Linked DNA regions of Hordeum vulgare: region 1 is linked to region 2. Evidence: chromatin contacts called from public Hi-C data. All regions are on one chromosome and are shown on one strand. The core of a region is the stretch at or near the end of the contact, and the rest is flanking DNA. Distances in the headings are between cores, read along the strand shown. Region 1 has its middle 300 kb from the start of LOC123442918. Region 2 has its middle 59 kb from the start of LOC123442918.

Region 1 (5,988 bases), core at 1,879-4,378, 240 kb before region 2:
ATATAACCGAAGCGGGAGTAATCATCTGTGAATGTTATGAACGAATCATAGCCTTCCACACTTTTCACAGGAAATGGTCCACAAATGTCAGTGTGAATTATTTCCAGTGTTCCTGTGCTTCGGTTTGCACCCTTTTTGACTTGTTTTACATACTTTCCTTTAATGCAATCTATGCATTGTTCTCAGTTAGAGAACTCCAACGGAGGAAGAATTTCACTTTTGACTAATCTTTCTATTCTCCCCGTGGAAATATGGCCCAAGCGACAGTGCCATAATTTCGATGAGTTGTGAGTTCTCTTTCTTTTCTTTTGTTCTTTGTTCGACGATGAACTTTGCTCATTCACATTATATGCATAATGCACTTTTTCACGAAGTGATAATAAATAAAGCTCATTGTGAAGGAAAGCATCATCCACATAAGCATTATTATACCAAATGGCACATTTGCCATGTCCAAAAAAGCATTCATAATTGTCTTTATCCAAACATGAGACGCTAATTAAATTTCTATTACATGAAGGAACAAACAGAACATCTCTAAGCAAAATCTTGAATCCTTCGGTTAGCTCCAAGGAGACGTCACCGACAGCTTCAACTTCTGCTTGGACACCATTTGCGACTTCAATACTTCTTCCTTTTCTTTGCATGATCCTCGTCGAACTGAATCCCTGTAAAGAGTTTGCAACATGAACAGTTGCACCTGAGTCCATCCATCAAGTAGATTTTGAAAACTTTAAATACAGAGATTCATTAACAAAGGAAACGAAGTAGTTACCTCTCTTTGCCATGAAGGCCTTTAGCCATTCAGGGCAATCCATTTTATAGTGCTCTTTTTTCTTGCACTGGAGACAAGTGTCCCTGTCCACAGGAAGAGGCTTTTGCTGATGTTGAAAATTAAGCGGGACCTTTACCATATGGCTTTGAAGGAGAACCTTTGTTGGGTTGGAAATTATTTTTCTTTTCCTTCACATAGTTCAGGGAGCCACCATGTGAAGCTTTGATTCTCTCCTCTTCCTGGAAACACATAGCTATTGCCTTTTCTATGTCCCATGTATCAGGCTGCATGTTGTAGTTCACGACAAAAGTCTCAAATTCCTTTGGCAGCGAAGCCATTATCAGGTGGACGAGGAGAGATGGTTTGATCTCCAGATCCGCATCCATGGGCTTGAGCTTGTCTGCCGTATTGCTCATCCGAAGGATATGCTCTCTTATGCCATGGCCACCTCTAGTGTAGTTCTCTGTGACCAGTTGTTTTATCAACTGGGTGGCATATGTCTTTGAAGAGCCAGTGAACTTGCTCTTTATCTTTTCTAGCATCTCCTCCGCGGAAGTGCACTCTGCAATTGAGCCCATAATGTCGATGTCAATTGTGTTCTTTATAAATGCCAAACACTTTTTGTTGGCATTTACCCACTTTTGGTTGCTTATAGAGTAGGACATCTTCACTGCAGCATGATCCCGCTTCTTTTTCTCCCATGCATTATTATCATCATTGGTGTCTCTGACTGGCTTTGGAGGTTTAACGGGCCGTGGTTCCTCCAGAACCGAATCCACCTCAGCACAGATAAGAGCCATGTCAACTTTCTTCCTCCACTCAGAGTAATTATCACCTCTGAGTGTAGGAACGTCTTTAAGGCAACTCATTAGGTGGAAACCTCCTTGTCCTGCACTTGATGAGCTCCCGCCGACGTCCATCGTGAGGTGGTGACGGCGGCGGCGACAGTGAGGAAAGGTGTGGCGTCGGTGAAGCTTCCTGTGAGTACCGTGCAACCCTAGATTGATAGGGCGTGTAGGTGAAGAAAGTGGCGGTGGCGAATCTCGTGAGTCGTGCCCCAGCCCCTGCCTCTGTTTATATAGCGCGGGTCACAAGGGTCCACCAACCATAACGGGTTGGACGCCCCCGATCAAACGCGTGGATCAGGGTCCGGTGGGCCGTTGGACCCACTCGGGAAGAGATCAACCTAACACGTGCATCGAACAAAATTGTTTCGTTTGCAACCGACAGTGACATCGCATTTTTGCTGGAACCATGGTGTTCTTTTCTCCAACGGTTTAGGTTTTTTCGACCACTAACGAAACCCTATATTTTGCTACTACAGTCTTTTGATTTTGCTGGACCCATTTTATTGCTACCCTCGTCTTGATTTTGCTGGAACCGATGTCTGATTTTTCTTCCACTGTATCGTGTTTTTACTGAAACCGCCGTCTCACGTATTTGATTCCACCCGGTGGGAGTTTTTTGCTGGAACCAGTGCCCCGTTTTCCTGCTTCCACCGTATGTTTGTTTTGCTGAAATCGATACAGGTTCTTGCTACCACCGTTTCATTGGCTATGAGCCACACAGCTGTGCCATTTTGACGTTGCAACCGTAGCGACGATGGATGGCCGGCTGCCATCGGAGCTGCGACCGTCGCACCGGAGCTGCGGCCCTCGCCATCGGGAGGTGCAACAGCGGGAGCAGGCTCCTGCATGAACGAAGCCGGCTACGGCGACCGGCAGCGACCGACGTTGAGGGCAGCAATGACGACCGACGTTGAGGGCAGCGACAGGTGAAGAACGGGTGGGCGGTGCTTCTAGGCTAGGGGAGCCACTCTTTAGGCCCTGTTTGAAACTGCAGGACTAAGGGGAAGTGGCGGCGCCCTAGGGTTGGTGCAGGGGTCGGCGCGATGGTGACTGGAACCGCTCGGTGGAGAAGGCTGGTTCGTGCGCGATGGGGATTGGACCCACGCGATGGGGAAGAAGAGTCGGGCCATGCAGGAAAAATAGAAAAGTGACGGTGACACTGCGTAATTTTTTTGAAGTTTACAAGGGTGACAGGTCATTTATAATCCATAATCTCATTTTAGCTGGGGTAGAGCAGATTATGAGATTATAATAATCTGGTCATCTAATTTATAAAATCTACAATATAAGCTATCCTATTTGAAAATACAATAGATTATAAAAACCAGATTATATAATCTGGATGGTTCCAAACAGGGCCGTGATGTTTTTTTTATGAAAGAAGACGTCCTAGGAAAAAAAAAAGCAATTATGCGATCAATTTTTGTTTGATCGGACGCTCCTGCGTGACCGCAACCCCGCCTATCCCCTTTCCCAAATTGCAAATAAACAAGTTGAATGCTGAGCGTGACAACCCCAGCCGTCCCTCCGCAAGCACAAGACAATAAGGACAACGACATATGCAATGTTCCAAACGAGCTAAGTTTTTTTGGCTTCTATCTATTAAAAAGCCCGCGGGGCATATACACATCTTTGCCTCGATGGTGATGGGTGATAACTTCAAATGAACGCCAGGTTTACGAACCAGCCTTTTTTCTTTTACTTTTTACTTTGCTGGGTTAGGACATCTCTAACGTTCATCCCCACATCGTCCGCAAGCGTTCGGATTACACGATACCGATATGTCGGACCTGTATCGTATCGTTGATCAGTTCAGACGTGGTTTTTCTTCCTAAACTAAAGACAAATTAATGGGGCATTGTGAGCGTGCAAACAACACACACGTGTACCCACGTACATGGCCCACCCAAAAACCACCTCTCTCATCCACGTGTGTTTTCACCCAACGCAAGTTATTCACATTCATGTTATTGTAAAGCGTCCGCTTCATATTAAAGTCGGCTCACAGAGGACATGACCTCCCACTGTCTTCAGCATTGAAACGGTGCGCCGCCCAAGGACGCCACTAGTGACACATCCCCATTGTTCGTGCTTGTTCAACACCAGAGAGCCTTATTGACGCGCCCACACGTGTGACCTCATCGGAATCCGCTATTTAAAGGCGGCCACCCCCGACTAACTCCATACCACAACACAAGTCGTTCAACATACTCCTTGCTTGCACCACGTCCCCCATGACTGCAGGCAGCAACCGCTCTGTCGGAGAGCCATTCGACGAATATGAAGCACTAGGTGGCCAGCCTTGCGTCCGCCTGGCAAAGCTGTTGTGCCAGGCGGATCGAGGATGACATGTCGGCCAGCTTGTCTGAGATCTCCGACGACGAGGACGACCCCACAATGGAGACGGGCTCCTATGACCGAGCGCGCACCTGTGCACGCCGGTTTCACCATGGAGCAGGTGCAGGCGCACTTCAACGCTGCCATGGCGGAGGAGTACCCTGCGACGATGCCTATGTCAGCGTTCGAGCAGGCGCAGGAGGAACCGTGACACAAGATGTTCCTCTTAGAGCAGCACCAACTGACGGAGGGACAAATCGATGGCGAACGCGCGAGGAGGAGGCCATGGCAGCCATTGCCTCAGCGAACCTTAACTTCATCATGAGCAGCGCCCAATCTACGAGGCCATCCGTGCTCGCTGCTCACCACGAAGTGGTCGCCGCAGAGGCGCAGTCGTAGGTGATCGTGAACCAGAACAACGTCAGATGCGCCTCCTATGTGCCATCATTTCCATGGTGGACCTCACGTCCACCCACGACGAACAAGGCGTGGACTCCTCTGAGGATGAGTAGGGCATGAGAGGCAGCAAGACCTTGTGTCCCATATGGGCCTATTTGTCTCCCATGGTCTACTCTTCCTCGCCGGAGACCGTAGCTTCACTTCACCGGTCTTTTTGCCGATGCACATGGAGACGGCGCATGGAGGACACACTACTAGGAAAAAGCTTATACACAGAATCTTAGCAGTAGCGCGTGTTAAAACAAAGTGCTACTGCTAAATAACAGTAGCGCGTGGCGAACAAGCCCGCTACTGCTACCCAAATAGCAGTAGCGCGCTCAAATGAAACGCGCTGCTACCATGACTGTTCTAACCGTTGCTGCCAGGCTTGTAATAGTAGTAGCTGTCTTCTCAGAACCGCGCTACAACTAAGTTTTGCAGCAGCAACGTGTTTCTAAATAACGCGCTATAACTAAGTAGCTATAGCGCTTGCTGTGTAAGAGCGCTACTGCTAAGTTTGACCTGCCCCCGCACGCGGGCATCCCTCCCCCAATTCCCCATTCTTCCTCGCCGCCCCTGCTCCAACTTCTCCCTCGCCGCCCCCGTCCCTGCTCCAACTTCTCCCTCGCCGCCCCTGCTCCCTTGTCGCCCTGAACCTCTCCCTCTGTCACCGTCACCGGAGCCACCACCAGAGCCACGTGTCATCGCCGCCACCGGAGCCATGCGCCCCCGGAGCCACCCTCGTCTGCTCCTCGCCGCCCCTGCCCCCCTCGCCGTCACCCGCCCCGCCTCCACCAAAGCCACCCTCCACGCCACCATCTCCCCTGATCCACCCTCAACGCCCCTGCCTCTCGGTAAGCCCCACCCTCCTCTCTAGGTGAATATTGTGCTCAATTGCTAGAGAAAGATGACATTTAGAAGATAGCAACCTGTGAAGTTTGCAAGTTTCTCACTTGTGATGTTTAGAAGATGACAACTTGTGAACTTTGGAAGATGACAACTTTTGGTAATTAGGACATGATAACGTGTGATGTGTCTGCTCACTGCTTTTGGGAGTTGAACTTGTGCTATGACCATTGCTTTTGGGGAGTGGATCTTTTGATGTGTAGTGAAACACTTTAATGTAACTTGGGTGGAACTTGTGATATGGCTAGAACTATTACTTTGTGACATTGTTCTTGAAAACATCATTTCGCGACTTTATGAATGATGCTTGAAACTTGCATGCATCTATCTTATTTTGTATCTTTATACTGATTGGGGTTGCTTATTTTTACGCTGATGGGATTAATAGAAAATGCTCCAATCTATTTTTAATTGTTGTTATTGTTGTGACCAAATCTTCTTACATTTATTGGAGCATGCTCTATATGTGGTTTTTGCGAAGTAATCTCACCAATCTAGCACTAAGGTGATTCTAACCATGTGTGGTAGGAAACCAAACACTAGGTGAAAATGGTTCTATTTGTGTAGAACCTTTGTTGCTTTAGGAATACCCAATGAATTAACTTAGGTGAACAATAGTTCCAGCCCTAGTTATGAACCTTTTTGAATTGAGTTTGAGAGAGCAAGAGATTTGTGTAGATTTTC
Region 2 (5,677 bases), core at 1,943-4,442:
GGTCATAGGAACGTATACTTGACATGCAGAAAAACAGTAGCAATAAAACGACACGATCACATGCTACGTTCATAGTTTGGGTCTTGTCCATCACATCATTCTCCTAATGATGTGATCTCGTTATCAAGTAACAACCCTTGTCTATGGCAGGAAACCTTAACCATATTTTATCAACGAGCTAGTTCACTAGAGGCTTACAAGGGACAATGTGTTATCTATGTATCCACACATGTATGTGAGTTTCCGTTCAATACAATTCTAGCATGGATAATAAACGATTACCTTGAACAAGGAAATATAATAATAACTATTTTATTATTGCCTCTAGGGCATATTTCCAACACCGAGCACGAGGTGTGGGTAATGATGAGAGTGTCGTTGGCGTATTGAAGGATAGTGGGAGGTCGGTCATGGTAGATTGGATAGCAAAGATCGTTCGGGCAAAAGGCATGGAGAATTTGGCGTTGCAGCAGGTTTGCAACAATGATAAAGAGGTAGGGAGAGCGGGTACCCTTGTCGAAGGCCATTCTAGCAAGCGGTCCAATTTCTCAGGATGACTTTGAGAAGGATGGAGGTTTGGCTAGAGACGAGAAGATTCTTAATCGAGGCGACCCATTTAGTGGGAAATCCCCTAGCAACGAGGATATGTAGGAGAAAGTCCGAGCACATGGAGTCGAATGCTTTCCAAAAGTCAAGTTTGAAGATCATGGTCGGAGCCTTCCTAAGGTGGCAAACACTAAGAATGTCGGCCGCAAAAATAAAGATTTCCACGATACTGCGGCCAGAGATGAAGCATGTTTGGTTATTATGGACAAGGAGGGGGATAAGCGGCTTAAGCCTATTGGTGATGACTTTAGCGATAGCTTTTGGCGAGCAATTTTGAAGCGAGGTAGGTCGAAAAGCGCCAGGCGTTCTAGCAGACTCGTTCTTAGGAAGGAGGATCATGTGAGCTCTATTGAGGCGTTCGACAGAGACCATCATAGCGAAGAAATATCAAAAAAAGGGGAGGACAACATGCTTAAACAAGTGCGAGAAGCGACGATAGAAGCCCGAACCCAGCCCGTCGGGGCACAAACTTTTTTTGGAACGAAGGATCACGATGAGCCCGACTTTGAATTAACAAAGCCATCAACCGGCCAGGAATTACAAGACACACCCAGATTACAATGGCCAAACTGGTACAATGTGGCACGCTGAAAAGCAACCCGAACACCAGCCTCTAGAAGCAACTAATGAAATGAAAATGAAAATTACACCTTGCTAGAGGCCGAGCACTCCACACTAGGATCATGAAATAAAGGATGAACAAGCAGAGCAGGCCATTGCCACCATCAAAAATAACCTTGCGCTAGAAACACCTATGGGGTAGGTGACAACACAATCTTCCTTCTCTGTCACCGAAGAGGGACCCTTCCCCCTCGCCATGGCTAGTAGGCACTGAATCGTCGGGATTCCAAGAAGCTCCCCCAAGCACAAGAAGAGTCTGCCCCTCGCAACGACAGGTGAACCTAGGGCGAGCACCTCGAATTGGGAAATGCCATGCCCACAGCACCGCCACGATTCCCGCCCAACTAGTTGGAGACGGAGAGCTTTAGGAACTAAATGCAGAAAAGGACGCAACAGGAACCATACTAGTGCAAGAGGCAAGGGAAGCAGAGCACCACCGTGGTGAAGCTCGGGTGTCTCCAATGAGCGTCGTGTCACCGCCGCTCAGAAGGGGAACCCTATCCCCTTCCGTCAGGATCGAGACGCCGCATCGCCGGAACTGAGTGGCACATACGGCCACTGGAGAGACCCAGCCAGAAGAGACGCGAGTGCCTCCAGCCCGCAGCACAGATGCACAATCATGGGACACAAGCAAACCACATACCCTCGCGTGCAAATCCTCCCATCTAAGCACCTTCCAACTTGCGACGCCCCCAGGGAGGTCACGACGCACACGACGCCGCCGTCGCCAAATCCAAGCGGGTTGAGGGTTTTTACCAGGACAGGGGCTAGGATGGAGAGTTGGGGATCATCGACAACGCCCTCATGGAGGAAGGGACGCCCTTGGACCGGCCAGGGTTTCCCCTAGACCCAAGCTGCTCCACCAAACGTCATGAGAGCGAGACCACGCGACCGAATCGCGACCATAGGCAAGGCGAGTGGGAGGGAACACGAGAGAGGGGATGTGCACCTCCAGATCTGACGCAGAGGGACTCCACGCCGCACCCATGCGCCTACTATGGCCCGCCGCCCACACAGCCGAGCACGCAAGCCAGCATCCACCTGCGAGCATCGTCGGCCGTCCGACGACGACGCCTCGCCAAGTAGGGTCGCCGCCCTAGACACCACAGGCCTTCGATGGGGAACGGAGCGGGTTCATCGGGAAGAAAGCATCTTGGATTTCTTGAAGGGTAAAAGGGTCGTCCAAGTGCAACAACTCAGGAATGTGGTCAGGGTAGAGGTCGGAGATGTTAAACTTCAAGATCGGCATGGGAGTGGATCCAAGAAGGATGGAGAAGTAGGATCGCAGGATAACGGATTTGTGCTCATGAGCAATGAATTCGTCCCCATTATCATCCAGGATGACCATCTTATTTTTACGAGAACGCTGGGAAGCCATTTCAGAAGAAAAAAAATGTTGTTATGCCTTGGGATGCGTAAATCATGAGAGTTTTCATTGACCATTCTCCAATAAGGCACGTTGATATTTTTAAAAGTCTTATCGTGTGATACTCTTGTAGGGTGATGCATTACATCTGTGCTGCGTATCACATTCTTCAAAAAGTGATGTAATAAAAATATCAATGAACACACGTGCACGTTTACGAAAACCAAAGGAGAAAAAAGGGCGTCCACACGCAGTCCTCGCTTTATTGCATCACCCGAGTAACAAGGAAGAAACACATCGGCGGACCCTACACACGTTACTGTCTCTGCCCAACATTTCCCTCGAATACACATTCCCCCCAAATCTAGAGAAGGATGTGGTTTATTAGAACAAAAGTATATTTGGACAACAGTCGGACTAGTTTATTTATTTTTAGCAAGACTAGTTTTATTTAGTTAACTTCGTAGTTCCTTCGACTAGTTCCAGAATACCTTCACGCTTCACGGTCTCACTCGTCGCACGAGGAGGTACTGGTTTGGTCCGTAAAGGTGCATACGTTGCGTGCCGAGAGAGTCTACTACCACGTGTCGCTTTTCGCTACAAATTTGTCGCGAACGTACACCTGGGCAGGTGACATGGCAAAAAATAATTGCACTCTACGGCAGACAATGTGGACGTATTTTATTGTTTCAATCAGGAATCAACTACGTACTGAAGACTTCGTTCTGTATGATATATGCTCCGGCACGTTATTTATTTTAAAAAATGAAACGTAGCGAACTGCAATTTTGCACTACAAACAAATGCATCCGGTTTTGCAGAAATAATGGCGCTAGAATACATGAACGGATAAGGAAAGAAGAAGGAGATAATGGATAGGCCGGTGGCCTCGCTGCAAGGAGGTCGTATCTGCAAAACCTGACGACCTTTTTGGATGACTTGCTCGATAAGCCTCCACATAAATCCAATAACCTGTGTCCTTTTTGCTTTCGAAAAGCTCGCCGCCCTGCATCTTCCTGAAGTTTGTATGTTCTTTTAACCTACCGCTACTATGTTCTCAGCAAAATTGGACGACACAAAAGCTACACGATTGGCAATTATCTTAGAAGATACTTATATCATATAACAAATGGTGTTGTACTAGATAAATTGCATCCCAAACGAGGGCGGATTTTGTACAACGAATTGCTCATGCAACCTACTACGAGTATATTCTATCTATTTCTTTGTATATTTTAGCAAATATTATACAATGTTTTTTCTTTCAAAAAGGCTAAAGACCCCATATTGATTAGCATGTGCCCTTACAAAAACACCCTTATAAAAAACTGAAAAAAATACATTAAAGTCCTTTAAACTGCAAAAGTCTTCTCCCACCTACATTTACCGACCCCACATCGTGAGTAAAGCTTGTTGGCATCTTCGGGCCTTCATCTCATCAAATCAAATTTATTGAAACACATGAACTTGCAGAAGCAACGACAAAGAATTCATCGATGTAGACTAATAGAGGTCGACGATCACGACTGAGTAGCAAATTGGGATGTAGAAGCAATATATTGGATAAAACGTCGAAGAGGGTCTATAGACCCCCCCCCCCCTCGGTCTAGCTAGACGGAGTCGGGGAACACAAATTCCACACGCTCCTTCAACGAGGTTGAGGCTAGCAAATCTTCTTGGTTGAAACCGGTGTCGGAGCATCAAACACGCACAACCACATTGCCCTGTCTGCAAGTCAACGCCACGTAGACCATACTACTTTATAACAAGCCACACGAGAATAATCGGACCCCATGACACATGATCCTCCACCGACCTCCTGACAATACAAAGAAGCACCATCGAAACAAAGGCGAAGCGGGAAGACCTTATTCCACAAACAGGATGACGCCATCCCTTGTCCTTGCTGATCGAAGACAAAGCTAAATTTATTCCCAACCTATCATCACTTGACCAAAGCCTTGGCTCCGCACCCTGGATCGACAAACGAAGGGAAGGTGACACATGCCATGTTGGGGAGATGGGGAAGATTGGCAACCCCTACTGCTAGGTTACTATAGTAAGTGGGAAAAGAATGATTGGTGCATACTCCTTATACTATATGAACTTGCAAGTACTTATCCAAATATATAATCGTTTATTCCAACAAATGGTGAATTTTATTGACTCAAAATAAAGCAGTAAGTTAATACAAACACAATGAGCACACAATCATCTTCTACACGACTGTGATGCACTCATCCAACAGAAATTCACACACGCTCATGTGTGTGTGTGAAGAATCATGCCGACAAAAGCAAAGTCATATAAAACTAAAGTTATATCCAAGGGGTGAAAAAAAAAGAAAAAAAAAGAAAAAATATTGATCGACGAACTACAACAACGACTATCCGCACCAACCACCATTTGACATCACAAGGACAACGAGAAAAAGTTCTTCAGCAACAACGCTACAGGAAGAGAAACACGCTCAAGCGCCGCCTCACCAGATCCAACCAACAAATGTCAGATATTGTGTTTTCGCCTTGAAGATAAAAGTCCGAGTGATGCCTTCAACAAGGTAACGACGCAAAAAAAACACCACCTATGTCGATGCCAGGTATAATCAACTACGGTCAGACCTAGGGTTTTCACAGAGGTGCTCGAGACTAGGTTCGAGAAGAGCACCACCAAATCAAAGTCATTATGTGTTGTCACCACCACTTCGACGGTGCTAGTACCTATATGTGTAGCATGATGTTAACCTCAGATGTCATGTAAATGAAGACCATGCCTGCACAAGCACACGCTCAAGCCCCAACAAGTGTCAATCGTCACCAAAGGCTTGGATCAAGGAAGGTCGTCGCCGCACATGCAATGAAGATTTGTGAAGGATTAAGGTCACTAACACCGCCAAAATCCTAATTCAAGCAACCCACATCGTCCTCATTCTCCGTTTTCCTAGCCCGTGTTGGTAGCATTGGGCGACAAAACATACTCGTCGTTGACATTGGATCTGAAGGTCCAACACCCACTGTGTTGTTGCGACAACTACCTAGCAACACATGCCCACGACGCCACCTATGTGCTTAAGCATATGACCGT

What was found. Hi-C and Micro-C count contacts between places; a contact is called where the count stands out from the background.
Region 1: a Hi-C map of leaf shows a contact between it and region 2, with 3 times the contacts expected there. The contact joins two enhancer-like sites. A contact is called at or near these places in 2 of 6 Hi-C or Micro-C datasets (leaf and seedling).

What each region holds. Positions count from the first base shown.
Region 1 is chr3H:49,140,856-49,146,843 of MorexV3_pseudomolecules_assembly, reverse strand. No RefSeq gene overlaps it. Among protein-coding and RNA genes, the nearest start is that of LOC123442918, 300 kb to the right of the region's middle. Within about 2 kb of position 3,128, at least 2 of the 3 cell types and tissues checked have open chromatin away from gene starts, as enhancers often do. A contact at or near this core is called in leaf, where this site is marked.
Region 2 is chr3H:48,902,181-48,907,857 of MorexV3_pseudomolecules_assembly, reverse strand. No RefSeq gene overlaps it. Among protein-coding and RNA genes, the nearest start is that of LOC123442918, 59 kb to the right of the region's middle. Within about 2 kb of position 3,192, at least 3 of the 3 cell types and tissues checked have open chromatin away from gene starts, as enhancers often do. A contact at or near this core is called in leaf, where this site is marked.